Linked DNA regions of Mus musculus: all the other regions are linked to region 1. A link is a contact called in public HiCAR-type and HiChIP or PLAC-seq data. All regions are on one chromosome and are shown on one strand. The core of a region is the stretch at or near the end of the contact, and the rest is flanking DNA. Distances in the headings are between cores, read along the strand shown.

Region 1 (3,432 bases), core at 639-3,138:
TAAGGCTGCGGGGTGAGGGTGACAACGTGAGACATTAAATGAATAATGTCTGGGGTGATGTCCCCACAAGCCCAGAGCAGCACACAGCAGCATGGCCCTGCCTAGATGGCTTTATTCTCCATAATATTGCAGAAGCCCCCATGGATTGGACTCAGCCTCAATCTCTCTTCCCATCATTTTGAATAAGAATCCTCCCTACCATCTCAATCCAAGCTATGCCCTGTGGCCTCGGAAGCAGCCTGCCAGCAGCTCCAGTCTCTGCTCTGACCTTCGACCTGTGACCTCATGACCACAGAGGAGTCTCTTCGGAATCCCCAAATCTCAGATTTCTTATCTCCAAAACTAAAGATAGACTCCCCTTTATGGTATGCATATTTGTAAAGAAGAAAGAAAGAAAGAAAGAAAGAAAGAAAGAAAGAAAGAAAGAAAGAAAGAAAGAAAGAAAGAAGGAAAGAAGGAAGGAAGGAAGGAAGGAAGGAAGGAAGGAAGGAAGGAAGGAAAGAAAGAAAGAAAGAAAGAAAGAAAGAAAGAAAGAAAGAAAGAAAGAAAGAAATGAAAAGTACACAAAATATAATGTCCAGCATTTAGTAACTGGATTTAACCAAAAAAGTATTTGGGGATATCTTATCTCTTGCTGCATGAGTCCTTTGTAAGCAAAAAAAAAAAAGATTATCTTTGATAAGCTCTCCAAAATATTTATATTAATATTGATAAATTGGGGCAATAGGAATGAGTGACTGACGCACTGTCTCTGATACATATGTGTGTGTGTATATACACACACACATATATATATATATATGTCTCTGATACATACGTGTGTGTATATATATATATACATACACACACTGATATGCATAATTTGTACTTTTGGGTATGTGAGTTTTATGTCCTTTCTGGCCCTCACCATTTAGTGCCCTTTCCAACCTTCATGTTTCCATAGCAACCTGGCCTCTTCCTGTCCTTCCAACCACAGACCTGTCTAGTGAGTACAGAGCCGGCTGCTCTGGGCAGCGCCTCTGCTCTGCTCGCAGTAGCACAGTCTACAGTGTGACTGCATGGAGGCTCCCAGCCTTGAGTGGTTTCTAAGCATGCTGTCTGTTTAGCCAAGAAAGCAAATGGAGTCGCCTCCAAAAGAATAAGGGGTGGCTGTTTGTGCTTGTGGAGACCTTTCCATATTGACATTTGTGTTTAAAACAGAAAAGAATTGGGAAAACATGGGGGGGGAGCAAAGTATGGCAACTCCTTCCCACAGTTTTACTGTTCATGCCTCATGGGATTGTGCTCGTACACACACACACACACACACACACACACACACACACACACACAGAGAGAGAGAGAGAGAGAGAGAGAGAGAGAGAGAGAGAGAGAGAGAGAGAGAGCGCAATATAATAAAGTGAGGAAGGCCTGGGAGCAAGAGGAAACCAGAGGAAGTGGAGAGAGCTGCTCAGAGAAAAGGAGAAGGACCTGTGCCCCTGACAACATGGCAGCCCGTGTCTCACAACAGAGCCTGTAGCTCTGTCCCCCTTCATTCTGGTCCCCCGAACACTTGGTGCTAGAAAAATAATAGAACAATGCCACCTCCTAGGCTGCTGGGTTGGAAGGGCTAGACGTCCTCTCCAGACAGTAGGATCCAAGGGACAAGAGCATCCCCCTAGACTAGCCTGAAAACCTGGCTGAGTCCGAGCTGCAGGCATCCAGGCTGGCCTTAATGATGTGAGGCCACATGGGTGCTGGGGGCCTAAGGCCCTCGGCTAGGCAACAAGAGCCTTTGCACTGTGACTGTGTATATTACAGCACTTGAGGCTGGAGGCCAGGGAGAGCTGGTCCTGCCTCCCACCAAGCAGCAGTCAGCTAAGGCAGGTGATGACGGGTCTACGGAGTTCAGCTCCCACACCCTGGCTAAGGCCTCCCATACATAATTAAAGAGGGGAGAACCGTGCTTCCTGGTTGTGTATACTGCATGGAATGGTTTTTTTTGTTGTTGTTGTTTTCCTCCTGTGGTAGACAGCTACGGGGGCTGCTTTCTCAGTGGTCCTCTGTGTGTGGCTGCAATGACTTTCAGTTCCTGATGCCTTTGTGGTTTGGTTTTGTGAGAGGAACAAGCATGACAATAAGCTGGGCTCATTTGCACGGGTTGGAGGGTTTTCTTGTTTGTTTGTGGTGTATTTGCATTTGAAAGAGGAATTCTTCTAACTACTCCCCTCTACCACAGTGGCTCCGCCCTCCCCCCCTCCCCCCTCCCCCCGCCCCCATCCCTCCTGCTATATAAGTCCCAGGAAATAGGAGAAAGCTACAGGACCCATTTGCACAACCCTGTCCTGTTTGAGACACCGCTTTGCATCTTTGGTCTTGTCTGTCAATGAAACACAATCTTGGCTCCAGACTTCTCCTGAAGAGGAATGAAATATTTCTCCCCTGACGGGTGTTTCGGTTTTTATATTTCTTCAGACATTTCTACCCACAGATAAGATGCTTAGTTGTGAAATCTGAGCAGGAGGTTGGAGTCTGTTTTATTTGAACCACTTGACTACTGACCCAAATCATAAGTCCCAGAGGACAGTGAGATAAAGCATAGGGTATCCCGATTGGCAGCAGCCTGAGTTAGCAGGAATGTATTAGTCACCATAGGATCAAGATGCAGAGGATGTGAGCCACCGTGCAAAGGAAGCCGAGTAGCTGGGGTCATGTAGAACTCCGTCAGTCAGTCAGACAACACGGGTGAAATTAAATAATATCTCCTACAGAGGTGTAGTTGTGTGTATGTGTGTTTCTGAGTGTATATGTATGTGTGTGTGTGTGTGTGTGTGTGTGTGTGTGGTGTATATGTGTGTGTGTGTGTATATCTATGTGTGGTAATAATCTGTTTATAACCATAGGTGAAGGAAGTTTTCATAAAGCGTATCAAGAGAAACTACTTGTCACATATAAGCCCTTCCAGGCTTGCTTGGGAAGAACCTGTGTCATGATAGACCATAAGACCGTGCATTCTGTCAGCTCACAGTGGGACAGGGATATGACACTCACAGCTAAAGCGCTTCTCGCTCATTCAACAGAAGCATGCTTTCAAAAGATGTCTTGACCTTACATCTTTTCCCTTTTCTCTTAACCTCAACTGTCAAAAGCTAGAACTTCCTTCCCCCAACACCCAGGCCTGTGAAAGTTACAATTAGGAAACTTAAGACTCTTAGGGTCGGTCATTCAGTCACAAACTGTAATGTGGGGTAAAGCACATGGCAAAAGGAACATAGGTGAACTGAAACCCTGGTTTACACCGTAAACCTCGAGATCCTGTCTTATCCATGTAGTCTTGGCAACTCTGAAGGCAGCATTGGATCCATGAGTAGTCAAGTGTGTGGTTAATGCCACCCTCTGTGTGCTGGACCAGGGCTGGTTCCTGCTATTTGGTATTAATGCAGCCGTAGCCTC
Region 2 (3,434 bases), core at 765-3,264, 590 kb before region 1:
TCTCCTCACCCTCTTACTCTCTGCCCCTCTCTTTTCCTTCTCCTCCCATTCTCCTACCCCCCCCCCTCTATCTTGCTCTCTGTCTCCCCACTCCTCTGCCTTTCTCTGTCTCTGTTCCCTCCTCAACTCCCCTTCTCATGCCCTAAATAAACTTTATCCATACTATATCTGGTACCTCAGCATGGGCCCACAGTAGCAATCCCCTCTACCTCACCATACTGTGCCTCTACCAAACATAAAAAAACACAACCCCTACCTCATAGGGAAAAATATAAAAATAAAATGTATTTAAGGTTCAAAATAAATAAACTAAAAATATGGACCCTCCTACATTTCTGTGTTGGTCTGAATTCTATAGTTTGTACACTCTTCAGCAATTTGGTGGCTTCTACACAAAGTGAAGATGGGCTTTGGTTAAATTAAAAGTAAAAAAAGAAAAGCCATGACAACATGTTGAGCACAGATCTCTTAACTGTCTTCTGTGAAGCCCATTGGTTCTCAGGGCTGCCCAGTGATTCTAACAGTTTCTCTTGGATACTTACAATTATGTCCCTCTTCCATTCTTCCATAAACTTGACTCTCTAAGACTCAGCTCTTTCTTCTCCCCAACTCTTATCATATAAACTCACCACCACTGCCTAGAGACCAATACCATCTATCTTAGATATACTTCTTGTTTTCAAGCAGGAGAAACTAACTTTGCCCTTGGTAAGGATGTGAGAGCCAAAAGAACTCACAGGAGACTGGAGGAGCAGGCTTAGAAAATGAGAAGAACCCAACAAGTTACTGGAGATCAGTATCAGTGTGCATCCACCCTGATGCTTCCATGACCACAGCCTCTGACTACCGTAGGACATTGGTGCTAGGGAGTTGAATGTCCATGAATGACCGTGATAGCAAGCTTCCAAAATCCTTCCTGGTGTTTGGCCTTGGTTCTTACACTCTTTGATGCTTCCTGCCTGTATTGAGTTGGAGATGCCTGTGACTAACAGCATATTGTGGAAGTGATAGTGTATGACTTTCCAGGGTCTAAAAGACACTGTGGGTTACCTTATTTCTGTTTATATATAATTTGATTTGAGGAAATGCAAGCCATTAGGCAATACTGCCACTCAAAATGTGTCCTGTGGAAAGTCCGTGTGTAGGGGAACTGGCATGTCCTGCCAATAGTGATAAAAATACAAGCTCTTGCTTCAAATCATGTGAGTACATCATGTGGGCATGGTCCTCATCTCCAGCCATGCCTTCTGGTAACTGCAGGTCTTACACCATGACTGCAGCCTTGTGAGAAGTCCTGAGCCAGAACCTCACAGCCAAGGGGCTTCCAAATGCCAAACCAAACCCAACATAACTATTTTTGTTGTTATTTTAAGCCACACTTTTGGGAATAATTTGTTATGCAGTAATAGAGTTTACCTTTGAAGTACATTCAGTGACGTGAGAAGCCTGCGAGGAGCCTGAGTTTGACTGACTGTCATGGGCTGGATGTTAGATTCTGGGGGTTTGCAATTGGAACACAGCGAGGTGAAGCAAGGATAGTCATATGCTAACTCTGTGGGTGACAGGGCAGAGACCCACACTAATACTATCCACAGAGGGGAGCATTGCCCTCTAAGGGGAAGGTTCTTGGAGTATGGATAGTCACAATGCAACAGCATGATTTCATTGAATCTGAATTCATACATCTCTATCCTCCCATTAGACTGCTGGACTCATCCCCTCCCTCCTCCCTCTGAACCCCCAGTAAAGCTGTATCCTTCCTTCCGTTTAAAGCTAACCTTGAGCTGTCCTTGGCCTGTTGGCATCTTCTCCACTAGGTTCATGCCTTCCACTCAACAGACACACCCATCACCTTTATATAGTGAGCCAGTGGGAGCGCAGTCTACCTAGCAGAGGGGTGTGGGGCAGTAAGAGAAGTATGACTGAGTGGCCACAAAGCTGAGAGTGATGTGCTGGAGGATGGGAGCTGGCTTCCTGTCAGGCTGACTGCAGATCTCTCACAGATGCCTTGCCCATCCCCACCATTGTAATGCTAAACAATCAGCAGAGTAGAAAAGGCCTTAGACGCAGGGATGGGTCTCAGAGTACGCAGCTGGTGGCTGTCTTGTTTGTGTCCTCAGACGCAGCAGCATTTCTTCTTCTTTCCCCACTTGTCTTTTTCTGCTTTCTCTTCAGACCCTTCTTCTGGAACCAGAGATTCAAGGGCAGATCATTTATTTGAGAAGTCCACGGGAGGGAAGGGGGAGGAAGAAAGGCTGAGTTATTAAGCCACCAGCACAGCAGTTGACCAGAGCTTAATCCCACGAGGGAACGCTTGGAAAAGGTACAAAGCCCCATGGCTCAAAATTATCCCACCTGTGGGGCAAAAGGGCTGAGATATTTATGTAGCAACGGGGTTGAGTGGTTGGTGGAAGGCTGCTTCTAGGGGGAGGGGTTATTTCCCAGCACTTCCAGTCTGCTGCACAGGTAAACATAATGACCTTCTGTGGACGTAAGGTGTCCAGGTAACACAGGCAGAAACCGCAGGGTTAATGAGTATTGCTTTTCACCTTTTCCCTCTCTTCCCCTACCATTGGCTTAGAAAACTCTATGCACAGGAGGCCTCCTTTAATTCTTTTCAAATCTTACACAGCCCCTACTGCAATGTTTTGCACATAGTAATGATCAATAAATATTTATGCTCTGCTTAATTAATGACACCACAAGATAGCTTTTTTTCCCTCTTGATGGTCTATGGGTATTACCTCCGTCTATCTCCAATTTCCTGGGACAGAATGGATTTCATGTCATTATATTTTTATCCACTAAGTATGTAAGAGAAGATAATCTGATGTTTGTATTTTGCAATACTTCTCATTCAGTTGCATTCATAAATAAATAAAAAGTCTCCATTAAACCACAGGCCCTATATTTGTATCTCTCTTTCAACTTTGTCTCTCTAAGAAGCTGGCTCCAAATTGAGGGAATTTGGAGGCTCCTGGTGTGTAGACTCTTATTAGCTTCCCTGCCTGACTCAGCACAGTCCTTTGCCAGCAATAATAGCTTGTCCCCTGTGCACTCAGGCTTTCGCAGTCCTCGAGCCAATGAGAATCAGGATTTGTGTTTTATTAGAACTTCCCATCTCTGAGTGGAGCTTGGAAGATCTGGTAGAAGCCTGTGGCCTTCACTGCACTCTGCAGGCTAGACCACCTAGGTTCAGCAAGGAATTATCAGAGCTCCAGGGGTAGAAAAGCAATCAGCTCTTGGATCTCCCCCCCCCCCCCCAGCACTGTTCATTGGGCCAGTTTCCCCCCAGAACCTCAATCTTGGAGCCTTGCCCCAACCCTAGGTCAATAATCAATTGGTTGCTGATTTCTGCTTTATAGCCCAACACCTGTCTTAACTCCAACAGAATCCATGCCACCAACCATCTTTCTGAACCTGATCTCTGCTTG
Region 3 (3,265 bases), core at 685-3,184, 610 kb before region 1:
GCAAGGCCCTTCTACCAGATGGTATAGACTCAGAGTATGGTCAACTTTGCAAAGTCAGGTTGTGCCAACTCCCATCTCTGAGGGGATGGTCTGTGTAGTTCACATGCCAAAATGCCCAGGGCTTTGCCAACCAAAAGGTGGTGAGTGCTCTTGTCCCATAGGCACCACCTAAAACGGGCAGCAGATGGGAAAGTAGGGCAGGGGTGGAAAACAGCTGGATACCATTTGCTGCCTAAGAGTTCTTTGGGGATTTGAAAATCATTGTTTAATTTCCCCTCCTGCCCTCACATGTAAACAAATGTCCTATATCAGGGGCATGGAAATCAGAACTTTTAGTGGTTGGTATTCATCTTCCCTATCTCTGCAGCCTTCTTCCCAGCCTCCAAGATGCTCACATCACATGCTTGCACATTTACATGTGCACATGCATGCATGAGCACCCGTGTGTACCCATGTGCTCACTTACACCAACAGGCCAGTCTTTCTAATACAAACCACAGGCCGATTTTGTTCACTGTGTATCTAGGGCCTGGCCAGGAACCCAGGCTTCTTTCCCTCTGAAATCTCTTGGAGAAGTTAAAAGCGGCTATGTGGGACCGCAGTAGGAGAACTGAATTGGCGACACGGTGGTTCTAGATATTTATACACTCCCGTCATTTGCTCAGCTGAGCTGCTTGCAGCTGTGGCTTGTTAGGGATATCACCCAAAGGAATTGCAGAAAATACACATATTTTATATAATTTTCCCCTCTGTTTCTTTTCCCGGTTCTAAATAGGCACTTGAAGGGAGGGGGGATTTACCATAGGATCTTGGGCACAAGGTACAGTTACCCCCAGAGCACTAGGGGAGGACATTTGTGGGTCCTCCTGGGGTGGCGGGCGGAGCAGGGAAAAGAGCCTCTGTATTCTAGTCCCAAAGGTCACACAGACATGAGGAGGATGTCTCTCTCATTTGACACTCCTTCACAGATGAATTTAAGACCAACCTCCAACTTTACATTTTTAAGCTGCTGGCTGGGAGGTCACGTGCTCTGGGCAGTCCAGTCCTGATGGGCTGCAGGGTCTACAGATTGAGTCCTTCTGGGTCCAAGGAAGGTCTAGACCATGACCTTGACACAGATGTCAAGGGAGTGATTCCTTTTTTTCTTTTTCCCCAGACAAAGGCAAGTGGTTATCTATGGTTGGCTTCAGTAAACATCCTTGGGCTTCAGCTCCCAATAGTCTGTAGCTATAAATGATCAAGGCTGTGGCTCTGTTTGCCTTTGCTTCTGTGAACAATATCACAGGCACCTAAGGAGTTCAGTGTGTACATAGTATTCTTCAATCTTTCCTCAGTCCAGACAAGGACTTAATTGCCCCTTTCCCTAGAAAATGGAGAGGAGGAAGAGGAAAGCAGGCAAGAATTCCTGCTCTTTAAACGCTGTCCCCTCCCTTTCAAGAGCTACTCACTGCAACTCACCGAGGTGATGAAAACTCCCCAGGCTAACCCATCGAATTATGGAAGCTCAGCAGAAAAATTACAGCTGCCGTAGAGGTCACCTGACCCCGATGCATCAAGTCCTGGAGGGAGGCCAACCCTCCACTTAAAATGGCAATCTTGCACAAAGTGGCACAATGACATGTTAAAAAATATAGAGATGGATAGAGATGTAACATGAAAATATGTATTTCTCCTGTTCTTAGCCTTAGAAGCAGGCATGTTAAAGGTATTAAGCGGCATTCCACACTGGAGGGATCCTCTGGCTATGGGCTTTGGAGCCTAGACAGGAAGTGTGAATTATGAGGCAATGGGAAACTAATCCAGACAAAATGAAAAGAGAAAGGACGGAGCCTAGGTATCTGGTCCAGGAGGGCCCAGAAGAATGGGGGTTGTCTCGCCCACCTGCCCCGACCTCCCCGGCTCTCTGTGGGAGAGGGAAGCCTTTGTCTGCTGGAGGTGGCTGTTGTGGGACTCAGGGAGAGCAGAGTGAGTTGGCAATCCTTTCTCGTCTGCAGGACCAGACATCCAAGGAGGAAATCTCTGTGCACTGGGCTAGACTCTGAGGGCACCTGGAGAGAAGGGGAAAGCTTGGCAGGAGTGCACAGGAGGCACAAATGTGGCACTGAGATCACGTGTCCCTGTCTTCAGCAGGGACACACCTTTCCCAGGGAGACCCAAATGTCCCAAACAGGACTCTTTCTCTAGGGATGGGATAGACATAAACAGCTTTGACTTTGTTTCTGGTTATTAATTTCCTACAAGCTGCCCCCAGGGTAATTCCTAAATCTGTTTTCTCCACTTACCCTCAGTTCAGACAGGAGAGGAAAATCTTTCTGCTTCTTAAGGGCATGTGACTTTTCTACTCTTAAAATGCAGCTTTCCTTCCTCCCTCCCTCCCTCCCTCCTTCTTTCCCTCCCTCCCTCCCTCCCTCCCTCCCTCCCTCCCTCCCTCCCTCCTTCTTTCCCTCCCTCCCTCCCTCCTTCTTTCCCTCCCTCCCTCTTTCCCTCCCTCCCTCCCTCCCTCCCTCCCTCCCTCCCTCCTTCTTTCCCTCCCTCCCTCTTTCCCTCCCTCCCTCTTTCCCTCCCTTCCTCCCTCCCCCCCCTTTCCATTTCTGCCTGTGAGCTACTTGTTCTGGCCCTGTAAGATGTGGTGGAAAATTCCTGGTCCCAGCAGACTCTGTGGATAGACTTTCCAGAGTAGGAAGGTAAGTTGCAAGCACACTGCGTGTCTTCAGTTCCCCCGGGACTGAGTGGCATCCTCAGTGTAGTGTCCGTCTATACTGTCCTTTACTCTCCCCTCTTTGCACTTGTAAATTTTGTCTTTGGACTGCTAGTCTCTGCCTTTGTCTAACTCTTCAATATAACCTCGCTGGAGGAAAGGTTGACTCCACCTTCCGCATGCAGCTTAGTGAACGTGCCCGTGTGAATGAACCCCAGGATCAAGCCACAGCACACGTCTAACACCCTTGGAAGACTCCTCTCACTTCTCAGCCCACACTTCCTGTTCCCTTCCCAGGAGTGATCTCCTCTCTAAAGTCTGCCACTGAAGGCCAGACTTGTTATAGCCTCGTTGGTGTCTGGCTTTTTACCTTTACATTCATATTTTTAAGATTCATCCATGTACCAAAGTGGTTGCATCCATTGACCCTCCCATCAACAGTGTATACATGATCCAGCTGCTCCATATCCTCTCCAATTCTTAGTGTTCCATCGCTCTGTACTTAGAGCCGTTTCAATAGGAAGTAATATGGTGCATATGTGGAGACCCCTTTCCTTAAGCCACACA

What was found. HiCAR-type assays count read pairs that join an accessible place to other places. HiChIP or PLAC-seq counts read pairs in DNA pulled down with a chosen protein or histone mark.
Region 2: a contact with region 1 is called in an H3K27ac HiChIP or PLAC-seq map of embryonic stem cells, with 7 times the contacts expected there. The contact joins two enhancer-like sites. A contact is called at or near these places in 2 of 39 promoter capture datasets (cranial neural crest and embryonic stem cells) and 8 of 115 datasets of contacts at active chromatin or transcription factors (the HL-1 cell line and embryonic stem cells).
Region 3: a contact with region 1 is called in a HiCAR-type map of the HL-1 cell line, with 49 times the contacts expected there. The contact joins two enhancer-like sites. A contact is called at or near these places in 2 of 39 promoter capture datasets (cranial neural crest and second pharyngeal arch cranial neural crest) and 2 of 115 datasets of contacts at active chromatin or transcription factors (the HL-1 cell line and embryonic basal ganglia).

Annotation. Positions count from the first base shown.
Region 1 is chr9:49,532,762-49,536,193 of GRCm38.p6, reverse strand. The region is part of intron 13 of Ncam1 (neural cell adhesion molecule 1); the gene reads left to right. The region is part of intron 2 of Gm11149 (predicted gene 11149); the gene reads right to left. Among named protein-coding and RNA genes, the nearest start is that of Gm11149, 16 kb to the right of the region's middle. Within about 2 kb of position 1,888, at least 66 of the 459 cell types and tissues checked have an H3K27ac peak or open chromatin away from gene starts, as enhancers often do. A contact at or near this core is called in embryonic stem cells, where this site is marked.
Region 2 is chr9:50,122,986-50,126,419 of GRCm38.p6, reverse strand. No RefSeq gene overlaps it. Among named protein-coding and RNA genes, the nearest start is that of 2310003N18Rik, 110 kb to the left of the region's middle. Within about 2 kb of position 2,014, at least 15 of the 459 cell types and tissues checked have an H3K27ac peak or open chromatin away from gene starts, as enhancers often do. A contact at or near this core is called in embryonic stem cells, where this site is marked.
Region 3 is chr9:50,139,645-50,142,909 of GRCm38.p6, reverse strand. No RefSeq gene overlaps it. Among named protein-coding and RNA genes, the nearest start is that of 2310003N18Rik, 92 kb to the left of the region's middle. Within about 2 kb of position 1,934, at least 14 of the 459 cell types and tissues checked have an H3K27ac peak or open chromatin away from gene starts, as enhancers often do.